Regions from separate parts of the Zea mays genome. Here region 1 is linked to region 2. The links are chromatin contacts, called in public Hi-C maps. All regions are on one chromosome and are shown on one strand. Each heading gives the region's core, a stretch centred on a gene start, on an enhancer-like site or on the middle of the called end of the contact. The rest is flanking DNA. Distances are from core to core; before and after follow the strand shown.

Region 1 (4,348 bases), core at 1,224-3,723, 320 kb before region 2:
CACCCCCACTGCCTTTTCCATAAAAAAATTAATTGCTCAAGAAACAATAGCATGCTGATCATCCTCTGAAGCACAGTGCGCGTTTTTGTCTGCAGCCACCTCCTTCTTGAGCTTCTCCCAGACCTCCGGGCCCTTCTGATGTTTCAGGACCAGATACTTAAAAAACCGCTTCTCCGAACAGGCTAACAAGGTGGACAGTGCGAAGTTCGGAGGGACCAGCCCTCTTTCTCGCAGCCAGTCGTACATCAGGAACCTGGCTTTGGTTCTCTCTATGGTGAACGACAGGAACGCGGGGTACCCGACCAGAACGCTCAGAGGGTACGCCGTCTCGTTCACAAGGAACGATATCTTGGACTGGAGGACGTGTGTCTTCTGGTTCAGAACCTGCGGTGCCACCTTGATCATGTGCGACACGTCCTTGGGCTCGAACCCAGCGTTCACCAGGAAGTCGAACCGGTCCTGTAGCTCGTCGCCCTTGCCGCGGAAGGCCTTCAACGCCTTGTTCATGTCGTTGGAGCCTTCCGCGAACCCTACGTTCTTCAGGAACTTCACCTTCTCCTTCAGTGACTTCTCGGCGATTTCGTCGCAAGGCGGCAGGCGGCTGACCTTTAGCCCTAGTGTGTATTTCATTAGTTGGCGTGGCTCTTCCCTTATGATCTTCCACAGACGCTTCTTCCCCACGCTGAGGTATGTAAGGATGCTGTTTGCCTTCTTCACCCGAGCGGAACCGAGCATCGAGGCGTTCGCTACCACGAACTTCTTAATATCCTCCTCGCTCACATCGATGTCAGTTAAGAATAGCGTAACGCTCTGTATGTTCCTCGCAAAACTCCTCGCCTGTACGTCTGGGAAGTCCAGGAAAAGATTGAACAGGTCTCCTTTTCCGGACCCTGCTTTCAGCATAATGACAACTGCCCTAAACAGTGCATTTCCAGAGCCATCCAACAAGAAATCTGGGTGTTGCCTGATCAGTTTACCAATACCCTCGTTATCGAATCCCAATTCAGCAAGAAACTGAGGAACTTCAACCATCTTTCTCCAATTATACGACTTCTTTACGGATAAGAACTGACCAATCCAGTCTCTCTGAATGCCAATGTCATCTAGCCACTCTATGATCTTCAATTCGGCATGTGGGCCACATGTCAACACGGCAGGGCAACAGGCCATAAGCTTTATCACAGTGGACTTACTGAACCCTAGATCCTCAAGAGCTCTGAGCTTGGACGCAAGCACACCATCACCAAAACTGAAAGCCTCCGCAGCACCAATGTATATCTGCCCTATCTTATTGCGCATAACCCCATAATTGCAAAGAACACGGTAGTTCTCCAGCACCGTCTCGTCATCGGAAAGAAACATGAGATCCCGACGCAGAAAGGGTTGGTACTCACTCGGCTTGAGGCCCATGCTCTCGAAGAATGGCTCGAACTCATTGATCGGATAATACCTGAATAGACGCTCCAACGCCTTGGTGGCCCTCTCATCCCTTATCTCCTTTGTCTTCACCTTTGACCTGAACGCTGCCTCATCCCCCTCCACAGGGTCCTTGATAGCATCCTTCACCTGGTGCAGCAGATTGCTCACAAAGACAGGTGAGTGCTTGCTTATATGCTCCGCGTCGGGAAAGCTCAGCCCCCGTGTGACATGGAGGTACTCCATGAAAGTCTGCTGTGCGGTCCAGAACACCCGCATCTTCTTCATTCGATTGACCTCCTTATCCGCCATTACCGCCCCATCGTCATGATCCAAGGGTTTCTCATCCCTAACATGTGCAGGAGCAGGCGAGTAAGCCCGCAACTGATACCTGTGACCGATTGGAGTGTCCCCCCACCAATTCAAAACAGCCGATGATTCTTCACCATCCTGGGTATCAGTAGCACACCGGTGTGGTGCTCGGTACGGCTCACCGTGTTCCACAATGAGCTGAACCAGGGGAACCCGCCGGAGGCTGCGACCAGCCCTTAGTGCGCTGCGGAGGATCATGGGGAAACCAAGCTAGAAGCGCTGGCAGGACGGCAAGAAAAGCGCGCCAGCTTTGGGGTGCTACTCCACGGTCGCCATCGATGACGACTCCAGCTTCCGCACCCTCAGCGCCCAGTCTGCACGCGAAAATAAAAGTACGCCAAATAAGGCAAATGTTAAGATCGATATTCCCCGCGGCCGCAAGATGCCTTCATACCAGAAGGAGAGCGTGCCAAGTGAAGTAGCACGCTGCTGCTGCTGCTGCTGCTGAGGCGGCGGCGTCAAACGGTCGCCGGCGCAGGATCGTGCAGTGGCAGCCGGTGCCCGAGCTCCTTGGTGGAGAGGGGCGGGCAGATGAGGCGGCCGCGAAGAAGGCGCAGACCGCGCGAGGACGTGGGATGACGCAAGCTGCGGGGCGCGCGCGGTGCACGAGTACGAGACGGTGCGGTCGGCGGCGGAGAAGTTGAGTTGGGGCGGGGAACCTGGGGTTTGGGTGTGCTCCGGCGACGAGGAGTGGAAGTACCTGATGGGCCGTCGCGCGAGGATCAAAGGCTTCAAAGCCCAGAAAAGTGTTTATTTATATATCTCGTCTTTTGCATAATTAATTGCCTCATCAAATGGAGAAATGCAAAAAAAGAAATCTTACAGCCAATCGCAACGGTGAGATTTAAATTACGTCATTTCAATGTTCAGGATTTCTATTTTTTATTTGCAAATTGTGGTTGTAGCACAAATTTAGATGCTCATATTTTACGTATATCCGCACCTGCTAACGTATACCGTACCATTAGTAGCATAATATAATGACTAGATATGTGCCCGTGTGTTGCCACAGAAGTAAAAAATAGTATAAAACATATATACGAAACGACAAGCATGGCGTATGCGGAGGGAAGGCGGGGGCACGGCGGGTGGGAGCCGCATGGCGCATTGCGTAGGTTTTTGCGATGGGGCGCACGGTGTTGTAGAGTCATCGTGGTGGAGGAGGCCGCGGAGTCGTCGGCGCAAATGTCATGGAGCTACAATAGCAGTTTATGGAGGTTGCGGAGGTCGCGTGCGGAGATTGGCTATCCGACGCAGGTGGGCGAGGGTTTCGTGGAGTCGGAGCTCCGTGTGCGTGGAGTCGCGTGGATGTCGCGGAGGTGGGGGCACACGTGGAGAGGGGAAGTGGGGGCACAAAGATAGTCTACACTATTGACTTAATAGATAGTAGAGATTGAACAGATAAATCTTAAGAATAACAAATCACCTAGAAAACATTAATAAATAAAATGAACATAAAAATAATAAACATTTTCATATTTCAAGACATAGTTATCTTTTCTTTTGAAGGTCACCATTACACCAAAATAATAAACATAGTGTTCAGCTACAATAATAAACATACTGTTCAAATTTACAAATACGTATCTAAACACTATATTGCTAATTTTTGGCACCCAAAAGGTTTCAAAAAAACTGAAAGGTTATAAGCACTATATTGGTCACCTTTACCTTCATATAAATTTTACTTTCATACAAAGTCAGATAAAAAAATATTTTTTAAAAATAAAATGCTACGTAAGGGAGTGAATAAATAGCCCTCGACTTATTCATTAGCATATGAACAATAACCTTTTTTCATTTGGCCTCATACGGAGGTAGATTTATTGTGAAACTAAGGCCCCGTTTCAATCTCACGGGATAAAGTTTAGCTTCCTGCTAAACTTTAGCTATATGAATTGAAGTGCTAAAGTTTAGCTTCAATTACCACCATTAGCTCTCCTGTTTAGATTACAAATGGCTAAAGGTAGCTAAAAAATAGTTGCTAAAGTTTATCTCGCGAGATTGAAACAGGGCCTAAACCTTTTCGTTTGACCTTGATATGGAGATAGATTCGAAAATTATACTCTTGAAAGGGAAATGTGCCCTTGTGCCATTTCTAAGGATTTTGGTGATTAAGTGTCCAACACAAATGCCTTAAGTATTAATAAGTGTCAAATAGTGGATGAAGTGAAAATCAACACAAAGTTATGATTCTAGACTTAGTACATTGGTTTTTGTGTACTAACATATTTGTCTAAGTGCTAGAATAAGAGAAAACACAAAAGGAAAAAAGACTTGACTGGAGCTGCCAAGACTCTGCGCAGTCTGGATGCACCGGACAGTGTCCGGTGCGCCAGGCTGGCGTCTGGTCAACTGGCCGCTCTCGGGAATTCGTCGGCGGTGTACGGCTAAAATTCACCGGACTGTCCGGTGAGCCAACGGTCGGCCACGCCAACGGTCGGCCGCGCAATCCGCGCGTGACGCGTGGCCGAGCCAACGGTCTGATGGGGGCACCGGACTGTCCGGTGCGCCAACGACTCTAAATCTTCAACGGTCGGCTGCGCCAATTTAGGAAAGC
Region 2 (4,392 bases), core at 1,784-4,283:
TAAGGAGAAAAGCTCACTCGGTCTAGGTGACCGTTTGAGAGAGGGAAAGGGTTGAAAGAGACCCAGTCTTTGTGACCAACTCAGGGAGTAGGTTTGCAAGAACCGAACCTCGGTAAAACAAATCACCGTGTCATCCGCTTTATTTGCTTGTGATTTGTTTTTGCCCTCTCTTTTGGACTCGGCTTTATTTCTAACGCTAATCCGGCTTGTAGTTATGCTTAAAGTTTATAAATTTCAGATTTGCCTATTCACCCCCCCTCTAGGCGACTTTCAATATCCACCCCTTTTATAGTTGAAAGAGGAGAGAGCCAACAACTTCTATCTTGATAGATCGTAGAGTCGTACACACTAGATGCCTAGATCGTGCCATAGTGTTGAGGATGTCATAATGCTTGTTGGTACACTGGCATGTTCAAGCGTAGCTACATGAACTATGGCACATATTAAATATAGTGGTCCTCGAGTATGCCTGTTGGTTATATCATAACAATAATGTGTATAATTGACCACAATATCACCCATCACAAATATTGTGATGGACGATAGCCTTATCAAGACTCTATTGCGAGGTCGTCTATAGTAGAGTCGAAGATGATATTAGGGTCGTACCTTTCGGAGTTGTCCTGTTAGGGCAAGACCGATTATATATGATTGATCAAGACTCTGAGTCACGAGGTCCTTAGAGATCGTGAAGCCTCAAAGGTCCTAAGGGACTAGAAGATTTCCATAAGCATGGGACGCCCTAAAGGCCGGAGAGATCCTAGGGTCAATGGTTTTGCCCATGGGGCAAATGTGGCTGGGCTCATTGAGGGATCGTGAGATCAAGTCCTATAATACATAGATCATCGTGACTCTACATCTTAGCTAGAGTTGAGATAGATCTTATGTGATGTAGAGTATTGGCCAACATTAGTTATACGTTCAGTGAAGCATTTATGACAACATTCGTTAGTATGATCTTTCCAAGCGTCGATGGTCGTATTGAGAGTTGAAGTTATTATAACTAAGGCCTTTTTTGAAATCCTAGAGCTAATAGTTAGTCAGATAATAAACTAATAATTAGCTATGAGTTAGATAAAATTTAGTTTGGGGTATTATGCTATTCGCAATGGACAATATCATACACATTAATGTGACACCACATATGATTTTTTTTGCTGATGTGGCAAGATATTTAATAGTAGAGAGAAGTTGTATGTTAAGTAAGATAATGTTTCACATGCTATCTTAGGTTATGACATAAAAATAATGCTTGAGTCTATTTTCATAGACACACCATCAACCATCACATCAATTAAATAATTAAAACATATATGTATGATATTATACATTGTGGAGGGTGTATCATGTAGTTGTATCATACTTTTCATCCTATATGATATTTTTTGATATTGAAGTATGATACTTTGAGAATAGTCTTAACTAGCTGCGTTTGGACTTTTACAGCTAATTTTAGCATGTACCTATTAGCTATAAAGGTTGCAACAAGACCTAACAATACCATTGGACTTTGCCTTAGACCAAAACCGCTTTAATCTATCTAGAAAGCATCAAGGAGTCGTTTGGTTCATAAAACGTAACGTAAATAGTTATGGTAATAATCCACGCTTAAGTGCCAACGGTAATAAGTTTAAATATACCAATACTTTCTAGTGCGGTATTTGATTACAATTAAACTTAAATAAATATAATTTAACATTATCAGTTATCCATCATTTTACAAATATGCGAACCAAACACCATCTAATATAGATGCGACATGAAATGGGGATATGAAGTGAAGCTTTGATAATTGTGGTCAAAAGCGTGGTTTTAAGACATGTGAGAGAGACCATAACTGAGGTCAAAAACGTGGAGGACTATACAGAGACTTGTACTCTCTCTCTTTTGAAACAAATGCTGCGGCAACTACCCGTTTTGACTAGCATTTAAAGAACAGTTTGGAATGCAGTTTTTTTTTGGGTCTAAATTTAACGGGAACCTATGCCGGACCTGCTATGCATATCATGTACTCCAAATCTCTCTAAACCACCCTCATCTAATCTAATCTAGGGCATGCTTGTTTTAGTTTTTTTACTAGCCTTTCTGAGAATCTAGTCGTAAGAATAATTTGGCTGTATAGCAGATCTAAGTACGTACGTATGAAGGGTCCGTACGATTTAGAATCTTAGAAGTGATAGATTTTATCGTGACATTTCGATCGATTGTGTGCTTACATTGATTTTAAATAGTTTTTTTTTCAAAACGATCCTATAAAACAGGTAAAAAATTAGACGTTTAAGAGTCCATAGAATCAGAAAAAAGTTGAAACAAACGGAACTAGACCTAATCTAACGCTCTAACGCTGCCGATGTGGGAGATTGTACTATGGCAGATATGCCACGGAGTCACGGACTGCCCATGCCACATGCAACTTATTCACGCAGTGCTATATACAGCTAACCTACAGCTAACCCCTTATTATTGTGCATCCACCTTTCAAAAAAAATACAGTATATTTTTTCTTTGTGTATTCTTGGCGAACGCATGGAAACTTAATGATTTCATATGAGGAGCTGTAATGTTTTGATCACTCGTACCGGTATGTATGTATTTCGAATCCACCAATTTAAACGAAAAAATGTTTGTTATGACAATCCAAAGATAGTGGATATAAAACACGTTTGTCGACCGCCCTGCACGCAGACTTTCTAGTCGAAATACACACATGTCGCTGGGCCGGTGTCGGAAAGTTTGGTTGCCATTTGCCAATGGCTCGTACTACCGAGATATTGGTTTCATTTCCTCCGATGCTTACCGGGCCTCCATTAGCCCCTTCTGTTTGTCTATCTGGGCCTCGTCACCTCCGATGCGGCCCAGAGCCACCCATGCAGATGCAGCGGGTCCCACTGCAGGGACACCAGCGACGGAGACACGCGTCGTACGCGGTCTCCGATGCACTCCACACTCCCCCCTTCCCTCACAACTCGTGCCCTTCGTGCTTCTATTCTATACCTGAGTGACCACCCGCTAACCACAGTCACCACCGCTAACCACAGTCCACAGCCCAAAGCGGCGGTCGCTCCCCCGCTTAAACCCTCGAGCCCGCTTAAACACCGACGAGGCGAACGGACCAGAGTCGGCGAGCCCCCAGGAGCCGACTCCGCCTCCGGCTCTGACCAGTCTTTAGACCCCCCCCCTGTCCCAGGCGACGACGAAACCAGCAGCGCTGCGCAGCGCCGACCACTCCGGGAACCTCACGATCCAGGGGAGATGCTGGTCGCCGCCGCCGCCTCGCCGTCGCAGCCGTGAACCGGTTTCCCCAGGGCGGAGGGACTTGGGCTCAGATTCGGCGGATCTTGGGCTGGTCTCGTGCATTCGAGCCGCTGCAGGCGTCTGGGTAACCGCTTCTCTCGAGGTATTTCGGCCGCCGAGCACGGGCGCGAGCCCGCGATTTCTTAGGGTTTCTTTTATCCGTCCGCTCCCTGATTCCTGTGCTGTTTGCAGGAAAAGGAAACCAAAGCTGCTCGGCCAACTTTGGGATCAAGGATCGGCGAAAAGGAAAAGAAAAAAGGAGGGATCTTTTTGGGAGGGTCTGTTTGAGCCTTCGGGGTTACCATAGCCTCGGGCAACACCGTGCTAATGGATTTCTTCAAGATTAAGAAGCTCGCGAAGGGGAAGAAGAGCGCCGGGGGTGGGGGAGAGGCAGTTGAATCCGACGACGACAGCGCCGGGGGTTTGACCCCCCGGGGCCTGGAGGAGCTGAAGCCGGGCATTGGGGAGAGGACCAATGCCGAGGCGGCGGCAGAGGGTACAGGCGCGGGCAATGGGGTGGTTGAAGAAGAGGAGGAGGAGGACTATGAGGACGACGATGATTTCATCACCAATGAGGTGAAGCGGAGGCTCAAGGAGCTCAGGAAGAACAGCTTCATGGTGCTCATCCCTGAGGAGGAGTGTGCCGAGGTCGAGGATGACAGCGGGGAGGAGGAAGGGGGCAGCCCCAGGGAGTGGCTGGAGACGGGCGTTGGCGATGGCTTCCCGCTGTGTGGGTTTGATTCACTGTATGATAAGTACTGCGAGAGGATGCTGGTGTTTCATAAGATGATCGCGCAGCTCATGAAGGATCCAGGTAAAAGATGTATCATGCAGCTGACTATGGATCATGGATGTTCTCCTATATGCTTGGTTGTAGCTTCTCACATGCAGTTGGTTGTAATGTGATGCCGTGTGATTATGCATGTACCTAGTCTGATGCTATAATTTAGCATGTTTGTCTTGGATACTTCTTAGTTATCAAGGCCCAGTTGTTGCTATTCTACTGTTATAGATTATAGTCAACATGGCGACTTGCTAGCATTTTATATGGTCCCTACTGTAAAGAGGCTTAATGATGAAACAAGTGGTCCATGGTAG

What was found. A called contact is a pair of places that touch in the nucleus more often than the background predicts.
Region 1: a Hi-C map of leaf shows a contact between it and region 2, with 4 times the contacts expected there. The contact joins the promoter of LOC100286156 here to the promoter of LOC100276101 in region 2. A contact is called at or near these places in 3 of 25 Hi-C or Micro-C datasets (ear, leaf and tassel).

The regions. Positions count from the first base shown.
Region 1 is chr1:195,300,148-195,304,495 of Zm-B73-REFERENCE-NAM-5.0, reverse strand. LOC100286156 reads right to left here and starts at 2,473. Exons shown (of 2, transcript NM_001159044.2): 1 at 2,183-2,473; 2 at 1-2,102. The coding sequence starts at 1,986. The coding sequence ends at 37.
Region 2 is chr1:194,981,301-194,985,692 of Zm-B73-REFERENCE-NAM-5.0, reverse strand. LOC100276101 reads left to right here and starts at 3,033. Exons shown (of 5, transcript NM_001374096.1): 1 at 3,033-3,397; 2 at 3,487-4,108. The coding sequence starts at 3,622.